2 separate regions of the Mus musculus genome follow, and region 1 is linked to region 2. The links are chromatin contacts, called in public HiChIP or PLAC-seq maps. All regions are on one chromosome and are shown on one strand. The core of a region is the stretch at or near the end of the contact, and the rest is flanking DNA. Distances in the headings are between cores, read along the strand shown. Region 1 holds the start of Akr7a5 (aldo-keto reductase family 7, member A5 (aflatoxin aldehyde reductase)). Region 2 holds the start of Cda (cytidine deaminase).

Region 1 (5,854 bases), core at 3,122-5,621, 940 kb after region 2:
AACCCCCGAAGCCCCGCCCCTTCCCCGTTCCACCCCACACCCCACTCCAACCACACAGCCACATACTCACGGGAAGGTAGACGCAGCGAAGCAGAGAATGGAGACCAAGCCCAGGCCCACGCTGGCCTCATCCCAGCCATCCTGGGCACATTCACCAAACACATCCCAGATCCACTGGACAGAGCCATTGGGACAGGTGGAAAAGTTGCTGGCGCCCAGTGTCCTCCAGACCATGGCTGCAGAGGGAGGGTCTCAGCGGGAAAGAAGGTACAGGTGTATGAACACAGCCAAGGGGTCAGAGGCTGGCAAAGGTTTATCCTACACAAAGGGAAAAAGAGCTCTTCAGCCTTGAGAGGTCTAGCCCCATTCACAGTCCTGTGACTGGCAGTTACTGGTCCTGTCCTCTGCACAGTGGGGATAACGATGAGAGGCCCTACTTCATATAGCTACCATGCCAGTTAAATGAGTTCATATGTGGAGTGGGTGGGCCTATACGCCAACAGCATCTTTTGATGCAACTTGTAAACATTTAGGTATATTTGGTTGGTTTTCTTTTGGGGTGGGGTGGAGGGGGTCAAGTCTAGATCTCTTTGTGTGCTGCACAGGAGGTCAACAACTGTCCTGTACCCCTGGCTTTTAAACTTTTTTTTTTAATGGTTTTTCGAGACAGGGTTTCTCTGTATAGCCTTGGCTGTCCTGGAACTCACTCTGTAGACCAGGCTGGCCTCTAACTCAGAAATCCACCTGCCTCTGCCTCCCAAGTGCTGGGATTAAAGGCATGTGCCACCATGCCCGGCGCTTTTAAACTTTTTATCTCAAGACACGATCTCACAAATCGTCCAAGCTGGCCTTTAAACCTTCGAGTCTCATGTGTCAGACATCTGAGTGCTGGGATTGCAGATCCACACCATCGGGCCAGGCTGTCACTCCTTTTCATGACTCTACTCTGACACAGTCTGAGGCCAGGACTCACTGGAGGGAAGGCTAACACGTGCATCTTTCATGTAGGGTAAGAAGGCAGTTCCTAGGCTGGAGAGGTAGCTCAGCGGTTAAGAGCACTGACTGCTCTTCTGAAGGTCCTGAGTTCAAATCCCAGCAACTACATGGTGGCTCACAACCATCTGTAATGAGATCTGATGCCCTCTTCTGGTCTGTCTGAAGATAGCTACAGTGTGCTTATTATATATAATAAATAAATCTTTAATAAATAAATAAATCTTTAAAAATAAACACCCCTCCCAAAAAAATTAGTTAAAAACAAAAAGGTGGTGGCAGTTCCTAGGGTTGCCCAGTACCTGGATAAGATGCTGGAGCCCATGTTCCTTCCAAAGCTTGAAAGGCATACAGAATACTTACCTACAAGGAAGCCACAGCCCAAGCCAGAGTATGGCTGGTTGAAGGAGCAGGAAGAAAGACACCCTCTCAGTCCTTGCCACCTGCACAGAGTTCCTATGTGGTCACTCTGCGTGCATGACAACCTAGAGAGAGTAGGGAGAGCAAGGTTTAGCTGGAGCCATCTTCTCCAGACCTGGCCAGTATTCGCACATGGTGTCCTCCGCCTGCCTCTCATGGACCTTCCTGACATATTCTGGAGGAACCTGAGACCACAACAGGGAAGTCATCTGCCAGGGCCACCCAGTCAGAAAGCAAGAGAGGCAAACCCCATGGGAGAGGCTTCACGGAGGCTGCCATGGCCCAGGCTTCCCCTTTTGTCACTGAGCTAAGAGGGCGTTTCCTCATCCAGACAGACTCACTCCCATCCGTACCTTAGTTCCCACTATGCCAGGGAGGCCTGGACTCCTCACAGAGCTCTGGCTGGCCCCAGGACTGCTGAGCTTGCAGTGAGCAGGGCAGGAAGAAGAAGCAAGTCAGCATCTTTTCTCAGAAAGCCCAGACTCTCAGCCCTAATGTGACCAGCTCCTCGAGCTGGGGTAAGGGTGCCTCTGGTCACTGCCTGGTCAGCTCATTGTGGCAGCTCTAGGGTGGGACATAGGATAGCTGGAAGGTTCTTCCCTGGTCTTAGTGGCTGGTGTGGATGACATCTGCACAGCCAATTTGGGGAGCAATTACCTGGCACCCCAATTCATACAGTCTAGGTAAGATCTGCACCCTAAGAAGTCTTGTTTATCAGCCACACACATCCTATTGGCCTCCCAACACCTCTTCTGGTAGATCTGGAGTGGTCCAATTCATCACACATGCATACACTGTCATTCCTCATAACATCTAATACCCAGGCTGGGTAGGGAAACACTGTTCCCATTTTACAGGTAGGGTTGAGTGGCTTCAGGCAAGCGAGTCAGCCTGGCTGACCCTGTCTATGAACTGGGGCTAATTAACATCCTTCTGAGCCAAACATAAAGCTATGAGCCTCCCATCTGACCCAGTGAGAGTGATGGCTTAAAGATGAGACCCCAGTATCTTGACCACTGTGGAGCCTCTCCACACCAGTGGAACCAGATGAACGGGGACCCTGGGTTCATGCAGCTCTCCCAGTCTCTGCAAAGACTCCTGATACCAAAGCTTGGGTCTAGGACCTCATAGATGCTAGTTAAATGGTCTAATGCTGAGTTGTATCCCCCACTAGTATGAAGGATTCTGACTCTCATGGTGCATGTCCTTAAAGGCTGGTCGGGGAGACAATCTCCTACAACGCCCATTTCCCCTCCAACTCCAAGGAAAGCCAGGCAGGTGCTCCCCACCAAAGCAGATGCAGGTTCCATTCTGATACTGGATCAAGTTCAAAATCACAGAGGCAAGGTCCTAAGGACCCCAAGAATGACCCTCCTAACCTCATCTCCTGCCCCAGGTCCTCAGAGTCCCAGGCACCTGCACAGCCTCTCTCTTCCTCTAGGGAATCCTTCTCTATCACAAATGCCTAGTAGAGATACCCTGACCCATTTCTAACTTGCCTATCCAAGGGACATTGCCGCCACCGCCTCCAGTCCCCTGGAACACAATCCTGGAGAAGAGGCAACACTGTCCCTGTTAACCAGTGTTCTTCAAGCAAGTCTCTCTCCCCTCTCCCCTGTCTGTATCCTTCCCAGTCTCGTGGGTCTGGATGCACCAGCTGTACAACAAAAGGCTCGGAAAATGTAAAGGAGAGGGAGAGGGAGAGGGAAGGAAGCATGATGAAGAGAAAAAAAAAAAAGGAGGAAAGAAACAGAACAAGAAAAAAGAGGGGAGGCGGGAGCGGGAAGCGTATGCAAGGAAACTTGTAAATTGAGCGGGCCCAGGGCTGAGATGTCGCTCTGGGCAAGTGTTGGAGTTTCAGCATTCTGATGTATACAATGAAGGAAATCCTAAAAGGCACTTACTTACCTCCTAAACTGCATGCAGACTACAATAAAACCCAGGCCAAACCTCCATATCCCACGCTAGTCAAGTGCTCTACCACTGAGCTACATACATTCCCCACTAGGGGATTGGCTTTCGCGGCTCATGTCCGTAAAGGCTGGCCAGGAGACAGTATCTCCTGCCACATCCAGCTCTTCCCCAATTCCAAGCAAAGCCAGGAAGGTGCTTCCCACCAAAGCCTATCTGGCACAGTCAACAGTAATATTCTGTTCTTGCTGTAGCCCCCTGGACCACATTGTAGCATGGAGTACACACGAAGTGAACCTGAAACTACACACTTCTTTCTTTCTTTTTTGGGCAGGTGGGAACGGGAGCAGTTTGAGACAGGGTTTCTCTGTGTAGCCCCTGGCTGCCTTGAAATTAGCTCTGTAGACCAGGGTAGCCTCGAACTCAGATATCCGCCTGCCTTTACCTCACATTTCTAACCAGCCCTCTGTGGAATCCTGCGGTGAGCTTGGCGAGGAATGGGACATTCTGGGTTCCCTACCTGCAGAGCTACGGAGAATGTGTCAGGGGAGCGCAATGGCTCCGGGATCCTACCCATTCCTGGCCTCCAAACCAAGGCTCTAACTCCTTCCGGTGACTCTGCGGGTTCGGAGGGATAATGATAGGGCAGCGGCTGGGGCAAGCGCCGCGAGGCCCCCACCCAGAGCAGGGAAAACAAGGCCGCCCAGTCCAGGGAAGCCGAGAGGCCGGAAGGCAAGGACCTGCAGGTAAGAAGTGGGGCCGTCCCGGATCCCTGGCCAGGTTGGGCAGAGACCCACGATCCCGCTCCCCAGGAGGGGACCAGCGCCGGGGACCGTGCAGAGCTGGAGGAGGGTGTAGAAAAGACTTAGCTGGGCGCGTCTGGAGTCCCGACCCCCCAGCCCGGGACAGCCGCCAGCCCCCTTCATCCTCACCAGTTCAAGATCCACAGCCGGTGTCAGCTTCAGGATCCGAGCCCGCCGGGATCAGCTGACCTCCGCGAAGTCCCGCCCCCCGCCGTGGGCGGAGCCTGAAGCTTCGAGTGCGCAGGCGCAGTCTCCATGCTGCGTGCAGCGTCCAGAGCCGTGGGCCGCGCTGCTGTTCGCTCCGCGCAGCGCTCCGGGACTTCGGTCGGGCGTCCTCTCGCCATGTCCCGGCCTCCGCCACCCCGCGCCGCCTCTGGCGCCCCTCTCCGGCCCGCTACGGTGCTGGGCACCATGGAGATGGGGCGTCGCATGGATGCGAGTGCTAGCGCCGCTTCGGTCCGCGCCTTCCTGGAGCGCGGCCACAGCGAGCTGGACACGGCCTTCATGTACTGCGACGGCCAGTCCGAGAACATCCTGGGCGGCCTGGGGCTCGGGCTGGGCAGCGGCGACTGCACAGGTAACCGCTGCACCCGGCCTCCCCCGCCCCCCGCACCGAGTAGAGCTGAGCCGGTGCCCGCAACCGGCGTGCACCAGCCAGGATCTGCATCCAGGAGCTTCGGAAGCTCCGGATCCACAGCTGGGTCTACCCCAAGCTCCCAAGGCAACTGGAGTCCTGAACTAGTGAACTGAACTTTGTCCCGCCTCTCCTTAGAAACTTCTAGTTGCAGCTACCGAGGCGGGTGCGAGGAAGCTTCCTACGCTAATGTTTAGCCTACTCTGGGCGCTTTGCTTCCTACCGCAATCCCTGCCTCCCGGCCAACCGTTGTCCATAGCCGCCCCCCCACCCCCGACACGCCCCCCATCCCCACCAGGCTTTTTGTTCGTGCCTACCCCTCTTGCCCTCACCACCTCTGCGCTCCTGGAGAATGCTTATCATTCCGGTCTTTTGTCCGGACTAGACTTTGTCCCGTGCAGTCGACAGCACCTGTGGATCTCAAGGAGACCTGTGGCAACAATGCCTAGGGCCCAGCTGGGGGCAGGGGCGGAAAGGTGGCGTCGGGAGAGGGCATTTCGGCCTTTGTGCCCATTCTCTGTGCCAGGTCTTACAATGGCAAACTCTGTAGCTCTGTAGGCTACCGTGGGAGAAGTGATTTCTCCACGGAGAGTTAAAGGTCCAACGAGGAAGACTGTAGCCGCGATTGCTGAGGAGTGCAGGAAAGAGTAGCTTGTCGGGAAGAGCAGTAGGCAGAGCCCATAGAGAACTGGGGATGGGCCCTACAGTGTAAGTAGGGTGCACCGGAGACTGCAATCCTAGCTATTGGAATATGGAGTTTGAGAGTTGCAAAGTACGTGTGTGATCAGTGACGCGTGTCCCGCGTTGGAAGGGGAGGGGAACCGCCCTTCATTTGCTTGAAGCTATTGGAGTCTCAGGAGGGTGCCTGATACGTAAAGAGGCCTCACTTTTACCTGTTCTGAGGTTCTTCCTCCCGGTTCCTGTACAGTGGGCTCCATAGACTCACATGGGGTAAAGCTCACTTAAGTGAGTGGATCTCTCAAGCCGAATGCTGTAGAGTTCACCTGGATGACATACATTACTGATAATGAACATTTCAGTTTTCTCCCCCAACCCCCCCTTCTTTAGCCCATTTCTGCTTCTGAAGACTCAA
Region 2 (6,099 bases), core at 1,440-3,939:
ACAAAGTGAGTTCCAGGACAGCCAGGGCTACACAGAGAAACCTTGTCTCGAAAAACCAAAGGGGGGAAAAAAAAAAAAGAAAGAAAAACAGAAAACAGAAAAAAGAAAACATTCTAATGATAGGTACTTGGGTGCATGGCAGTGCACACTTTTAATAGCAGCACCAGGAGGCAGAGGCAGGCAGAGATCTGAGTTTGAAGCCAGGCTGGTCTATTGTTCTGGGACAGCCAGGGCTACAAGGAGAAACCCTATTTCAACAAACAAACAAACAAACTTGTCATGGAATCTGAGTTGGGTTAGCCTGCCCTGAAATGGGAGCTAGCCTGGCGGTTTTATCCGTTTTATCACTGCTGAGAGAAAGCTTCCTGACTAATGTACACGACAACGATGCTCACCTGCCTGCCTCCAGCACTGGCTGTGAGATTACGAGAGACCCACATAGGTTACAGAGGGCTCCTCATTCTACTGAACCTTCTGACTGTGCTCTTGGTCCCTCCTTTCATCCTATTGGTTGTCTCTCACAGCTTCACACCACCTCCCCCTCCTCTTCCTCCTCCTCATGTGTGTGTGTGTTTGTCTCTCTCTCTCTCTGTGTGCTTGTGTATCTGTGTGTGTCTGTCTGTATCTGTCTGTCTGTCTGTGCATGTGTATGTTTGTCTCTCTGTGTGCCTGTCTGTGTGTATCTCTGTGTGTGTGTTTGTCTCTCTGTCTCTCTGTCTGTCTCTCTCTCTCGCTCTCTCTCTGCCACATGTGTACAGAAGCCAGACTGGGTCAGCTTCAGGTATCATTCCTCAGATACCATCCATCCACCTTGTTCTTTGAGACAGTCTCTCACTGGCTTGGAGCTTGCCAATCAGGCTAGGCTCTGTGGCCAGTGAGCCTCAAGGATCCATCTGTCTCCATCCACCCAGCACTGGGATGACAAGCGTGTGTTGTGCCTATGTTTACCGGCTCTGGAGATCAGCACTTTACTGACTGACAGGTCATCCCATCTCTTTCCTCTTCTTCCTATTTCCACAGTCCTGGCCCAAGCCCCTTGCTCACATACTCCACAAACCCCATCTCGAGAGAACTCAAAATAGCTTCAGGAAGTCCCTGAAACTGACCAGAATCACTGGACCCCTGCCCCCCTTCCAGAGTAGACAGTAAAAGCTCAGGGTCCCTCTCAGAGGAAAGACGCTGAGCTGCCTGAAAGAGGGCTACAGCAACCAAGCCACCTGGAAAGGATGCTCTCCATCTAACCTGTGAGCTGCCTGCAGGCTGTGCAGTCAACTCCAGTTTCCCAGCGTTGGAAGCTGGTACCCATGCTGGGGTGGGCCTTGGTGATACAGCTGGGTTTTTTGAGTCCTTTCTGCTCCTGTAAGTGACCCCTCACCCATATTCCTGTAGGTAAGTCCAGTTGGTTCACCAAGTTGGACTTTGGAGGTATCTGTACTTCGACCTGTTGTGGGCTCCCTCTCTGGGGTGAGTAGACTTGTGTTGCATCTCCCCAGGGAAGGTTTTGTCACACAGCTGGGTGATTCATGAAGCTCACAGAGGCTCAGTCAACAAGGCATACGAATGGGCACTGTAGTTGTCACCTGTCCACACCATGTCCCAACTGAACATGTCCTTAAGTTTACCAAGCTCCCTTCTTTCCTCCTCCTTTCTCCTTCCTTCCCTCCTCCCTTCCCTTCCTTCTTCCCTTCCCCCTCCACCCTCCTTTCTTTTCCTTCCCTTCCTCCCTCCTCTCCTCCCTCCTCCTTCCTTCCCTCCCTCCTCCCCTTCTTCCTCCCTCTCTTCCTCCTTCCCTCCCTTCTCCTTCTCTACCACTCTCTCCTTCCCTTATTCTCTTTCCCCTCCTTTTGTTCCCCTAAACCCAGACCCTTGTGTGAGCGAGTACCACACCATAGCTGCAGCCCATTCTGGCCTGCTTGAGGGTCTATAAACATGAGCTCAGGGCAGATCCTGTTAACTCAGTAAAGACTGCTGGATTCCCAGACGGTGTCTGGATCCTCTCCTCCAAAAACAAACAAACAAACAAACAAACAACGCTCTGTCTGCCTGATGCCATCCCTCCCCAGCCAATCCCAGCACCCCAGGGTGCAGGAAGGTGGGGCTTTGGGAGGTCCAGCCCTGGGTCCCATCACCAGTGCCTCCTGTAACTTAGGACATGCCTCTGGCCTCAACTTCTTCATCTTAAAATGGGTCTAATATTGGGCAGGAGGTCAGAGAAAGAACTAACGGATGGGAGGTGAATACTGGGCATACAGGACACTCAGTAAGTAATCCGAGTCTCCTGCCATGCAGGTCGTGGACGGTTTTCATTTTGGCTTCTCCCTCTAATCTCACGTGCAAATTCCCTTCCCCACTCCAGACTTCTAAGAACAGAGAGGCACTGTGCAGATAAGCAGTTGAGTGAGCCCACAGCCTCGGTGAGAGCAGGGGAGGAGCAGTGAGGAGGGGACCACGCTGTTTCTCCTCTTCACCTGTACCTGGGCCCCATTCATGCTGCCCCAGAGTGGACTCCGGCGACAGCCCTTACCAGAGAAGATCCTCCCGTCCCCGGTGAGCAGGGCAGCCCCCACAGGGAAGCGGCTGTAGGGGCAGTAGGCTGACTTCTTGGCCTCACGAGAGGACAGCAGCAGCCGCTGGACGTGCTCGGGCTCCACAGCACAGGAGGGGCGTTCCTGGGCCATGTCGGTCCGAGGCGGGTGAGCTGGTCGCTGCAGAGGAGAGGAAACCGGTGCTGGCCGTCTGCCCGCACTGGCCAAGAAGAGGTGGCTCCTCCCCCGGGGTGTGTCCCTGCGCTAGAGGGAGACCTGGAGGCTGGCTCCCAGGCTGGCGGGATGCTGGCCAGGACTTGGCAGCCCAGTGAGTCTCCCAGGGCGGGAGCCCGGAGGATATGGAGTTTACGACTGAGCTGCGGGGGTCCCACGGTGGACCGGTATGTGGTGCCCACCAGTGAGACAGTTTCCTTTAACAACTTCACTCACTGTCAACATAGATCAAGAGTGGGCCACAGGGCGGGTGCCACCTCAGTGGATGGCTGTAGACACAGTCCCAGGGAGGAGGATTCTGGGTGGGTCTGTGTGACACCTGAGGTCAAAGCTCAAAGGATCCTGATTCCTCAGAATATTTAATGGCTTGTTTTTTACACCGAGAGAAGGGTTCAGGCTGAAAGTTCAGAACTTGGGCAACCATGTCAGCGTGCCAAGTTAGAAGGTATGCGAAGCCGAGGAAACGTCTCTGTTTTCAGTAGCTTGGCTTCATTTCCTTCCTGTCCTAACCTAGCCATTAAAACCATCCCAGCTGGAGGGAAACAGGGCCCTCCTTCTTCTTCCCTCCCTTCCTCCCTCGCTTCCTTCCTTCCTTCCTCTTCATGAACCTTGTTGGGTTGGTGGTACCGGAAATGGATTTACACCCTGGCTGTTCTCTTTGTCTTACACACAAATGTTAGTGGGTTCCTTGTCAGACGTCGGCACGTTTGCTGTCTACAGTGGGGGTAGCAACAGACGTGTGGGAGCTTTGGATTAGAGTGGGCTGTGGCTTGGGTTCCAGGTATCTGTTTATTAGCTCTCCCAGGAAGAGCTGCGCTACCTCTCAGAGCCTCAGTTTCCTTATCTACAAAATGGGTGCACAATTGGCAGTCCCTTCCTGTGGTTACCAGACTGAGATGATAATATGGTCCAGGGAGTCTGTGGGGAGAGGATATAGAAGTGGCACATGGGAACACTTCAAACAAACCGGCTTATTGTCCTTAAGTGACTTGGCCAAGTCCATAGAGAGTGGGCCGGATTGCAGCCAGCACAGCCAGACATGTCCAAGTGTCGCCGGATGGTCACCAAGCAGGAGTGAATCAGCAGCTTCTCTGAGGGCTTGTGTGGTGCTGAGGACTGGGAGGAAGAAGGCAGGAGAGAGCAGAGAACGGGGCAGCATCTCCCCACTCCCACCCCCACCCCACCCCACAAGCAGACACCTCTGCCCAATAGTTTAGCAACCCTGTACCCAGGACCCTGGGCTCCTAGCCATACATAGATGAAACCCATGCCCGGCAGTGCCAGTGCCTGGTGGGTAAGTTTTGCCTCATTTTCTCCCGACATCTCCCTCCATTACGTGTCCCCTTTCACCATTTCCAGACTCAAGAGGCTTTTATGCCCCCCTCAACCCCCTGCCCCAAAGCCAGCACCAAGGACCCGGCCCTCCAGTTGCTCATTCTCCTGGGTGGGGACTTTCAGTGTGAGGACAGGTCTGTGGATGTAACTGATGCGGGACTTTCTCTAAAATGTTTAGGGGGCAGGTGTAATTACCATTGGGAAAAAGATGGTGGTGTTCTCCATCCGTACAGCAGGCCTGGCATAGAATTCAATGTGTAGTCTCCTCTATTCACCTCACCCTGAGAAGATAAAGGGACAGGAAAGGGACAGGCAGGAGGGCTCAGCTGGTAAAGAGCTTGGCCAGCAGGCTTGACAACCTGAGTGAGGGCCCCAGGAGACAAGAAAATGACTCTCCAGAGCTGCCCACTGACCCTCAAGTGCATGCCATGGTGAGTATGCACCCAGAGTCACATGGCACAAACAACATGTTTGCTCATGTGCATACACACACACACACACACACACACACACACACACACACAGAGAGAGAGAGAGAGAGAGAGAGAGAGAGAGAGAGAGAGAGAGCTTTTGTATCTTGCGTTTCTCTTTCCTTGAATTGCTTAACTTGTACTCCCTCTTGAGGATGTACTATAATTCTTTCCTTTTAAAATATTTTATGTTTATTATTGTTTAAAGATTTATTTATTTATTATATGTAAATATACTATAGTTGTTTTCAGACACACCAGAAGAGGGCATCTGATCTCATTAAAGATGGTTGTGAGCCACCATGTGGTTGCTGGGATTTGAACTCAGGACCTCCAGAAGAGCAGTCAGTGTTCTTGACCACTGAGCTATCTCTCCAGCCTCCACTTATTATTATTATTATTATTATTATTATTATTATTATTATTATTACTATTACTATTACTATTATTGGTTTTTTGAGACAGGGTTTCTCTGTGTAGCCCTGGCTGTCCTGGAACTCACTCTGTAGACCAGGCTTGCCTTAAACTCAGAAATTCACCTGCCTCAGCCTCCCAAGTGCTGGGATTAAAGGCGTGTGCCACCACACCCGGCTCACTTTTTTGGGGGGGAGGGAGGGTTTGAGACAGGGTTTCTCTGTATATCCCTGGCTCACTTATTATTTTTAACATAAGTTTTTGTGCAGTGTGCCTATGTGTAAGCATGTGCATGTGAGTGCAGGTACCAGTGGAGGCCAGAGAAGGGCGCTGGATCCCCTGGAGCTGCCATTACAGGAAGTCGTGAGGTGTCTGATGTGCATGCTGGGAACTGAACTCAGAACCTCTGGAAGAGCAGCAAGGTCTCTTAAGCTCTGAGGCACCATGTGGTTAATCTCTGCAGCCACCTGGGCCGTCTCTTTAGCTCCTGTCTTCTGTTTCCTTCCTAACCTCTATCCATCTCTTCCCTATTTCTGTCTCTAATCCTTCCTCCCTTCAGTGCTTAACCTATAGTTAAATCAGTCTTAAAAGCAGCCTGTGGTGATGGCACACACCTTTAATGCCAGCACTTGGAAGGCAAAGGCAGTCAGGTCTCTGTGAGTTCGAGGCCAGCCTGATCTATAGAGTGAGGTTCAGGATAGCCAGGGCTACATAGAAAAACCCTGCGTCCAAAACCAACCAACCAAACAAACTTTTACAAAATTAAACTAGTTGCAAACTGACTCATCCTGGCATAAATTATTTCTGGCATAAATCAAGACCTGGCTGCTTCTGAGGAGAATTCTGAGGAGAATTCTGAGGAGAATGCCTCAGAGCCGGCAATCCTGAACTGTACTCTTGCTTCTTCAGACAACCGCAGCCCTTGCCAGGCCCAGCTCTGGTCTCCTGGAGTCCACAGCACTATGACTCTGGTAACTGCCAGGCGAGTGATAGCCTTTGACTCCTTCAAAGCTCTGAACCTGAGCTTTTGGCATAGATGGAGACTGTACCCATGGCAGCTCAGCAGTGCAGAAACTGGGAGCCAGCGATGACTCAAGGGTTCTTCATAGAAGGGAGTGGGA

The links. HiChIP or PLAC-seq counts read pairs in DNA pulled down with a chosen protein or histone mark.
Region 1: a contact with region 2 is called in an HNF4G HiChIP or PLAC-seq map of pancreatic cancer cells. The contact joins the promoter of Akr7a5 here to the promoter of Cda in region 2. A contact is called at or near these places in 2 of 39 promoter capture datasets (hippocampal neurons and liver) and 1 of 115 datasets of contacts at active chromatin or transcription factors (pancreatic cancer cells).

The regions. Positions count from the first base shown.
Region 1 is chr4:139,306,373-139,312,226 of GRCm38.p6, forward strand. It overlaps Akr7a5 (aldo-keto reductase family 7, member A5 (aflatoxin aldehyde reductase)), which reads left to right and starts at 4,372. Exons shown (of 7, transcript NM_025337.3): 1 at 4,372-4,704. The coding sequence starts at 4,383. It overlaps Slc66a1 (solute carrier family 66 member 1), which reads right to left and starts at 4,336. Exons shown (of 9, transcript NM_145384.3): 1 at 4,257-4,336; 2 at 1,357-1,478; 3 at 71-318. The coding sequence starts at 234.
Region 2 is chr4:138,365,266-138,371,364 of GRCm38.p6, forward strand. Cda (cytidine deaminase) reads right to left here and starts at 2,690. Exons shown (of 4, transcript NM_028176.1): 1 at 2,525-2,690. The coding sequence starts at 2,678.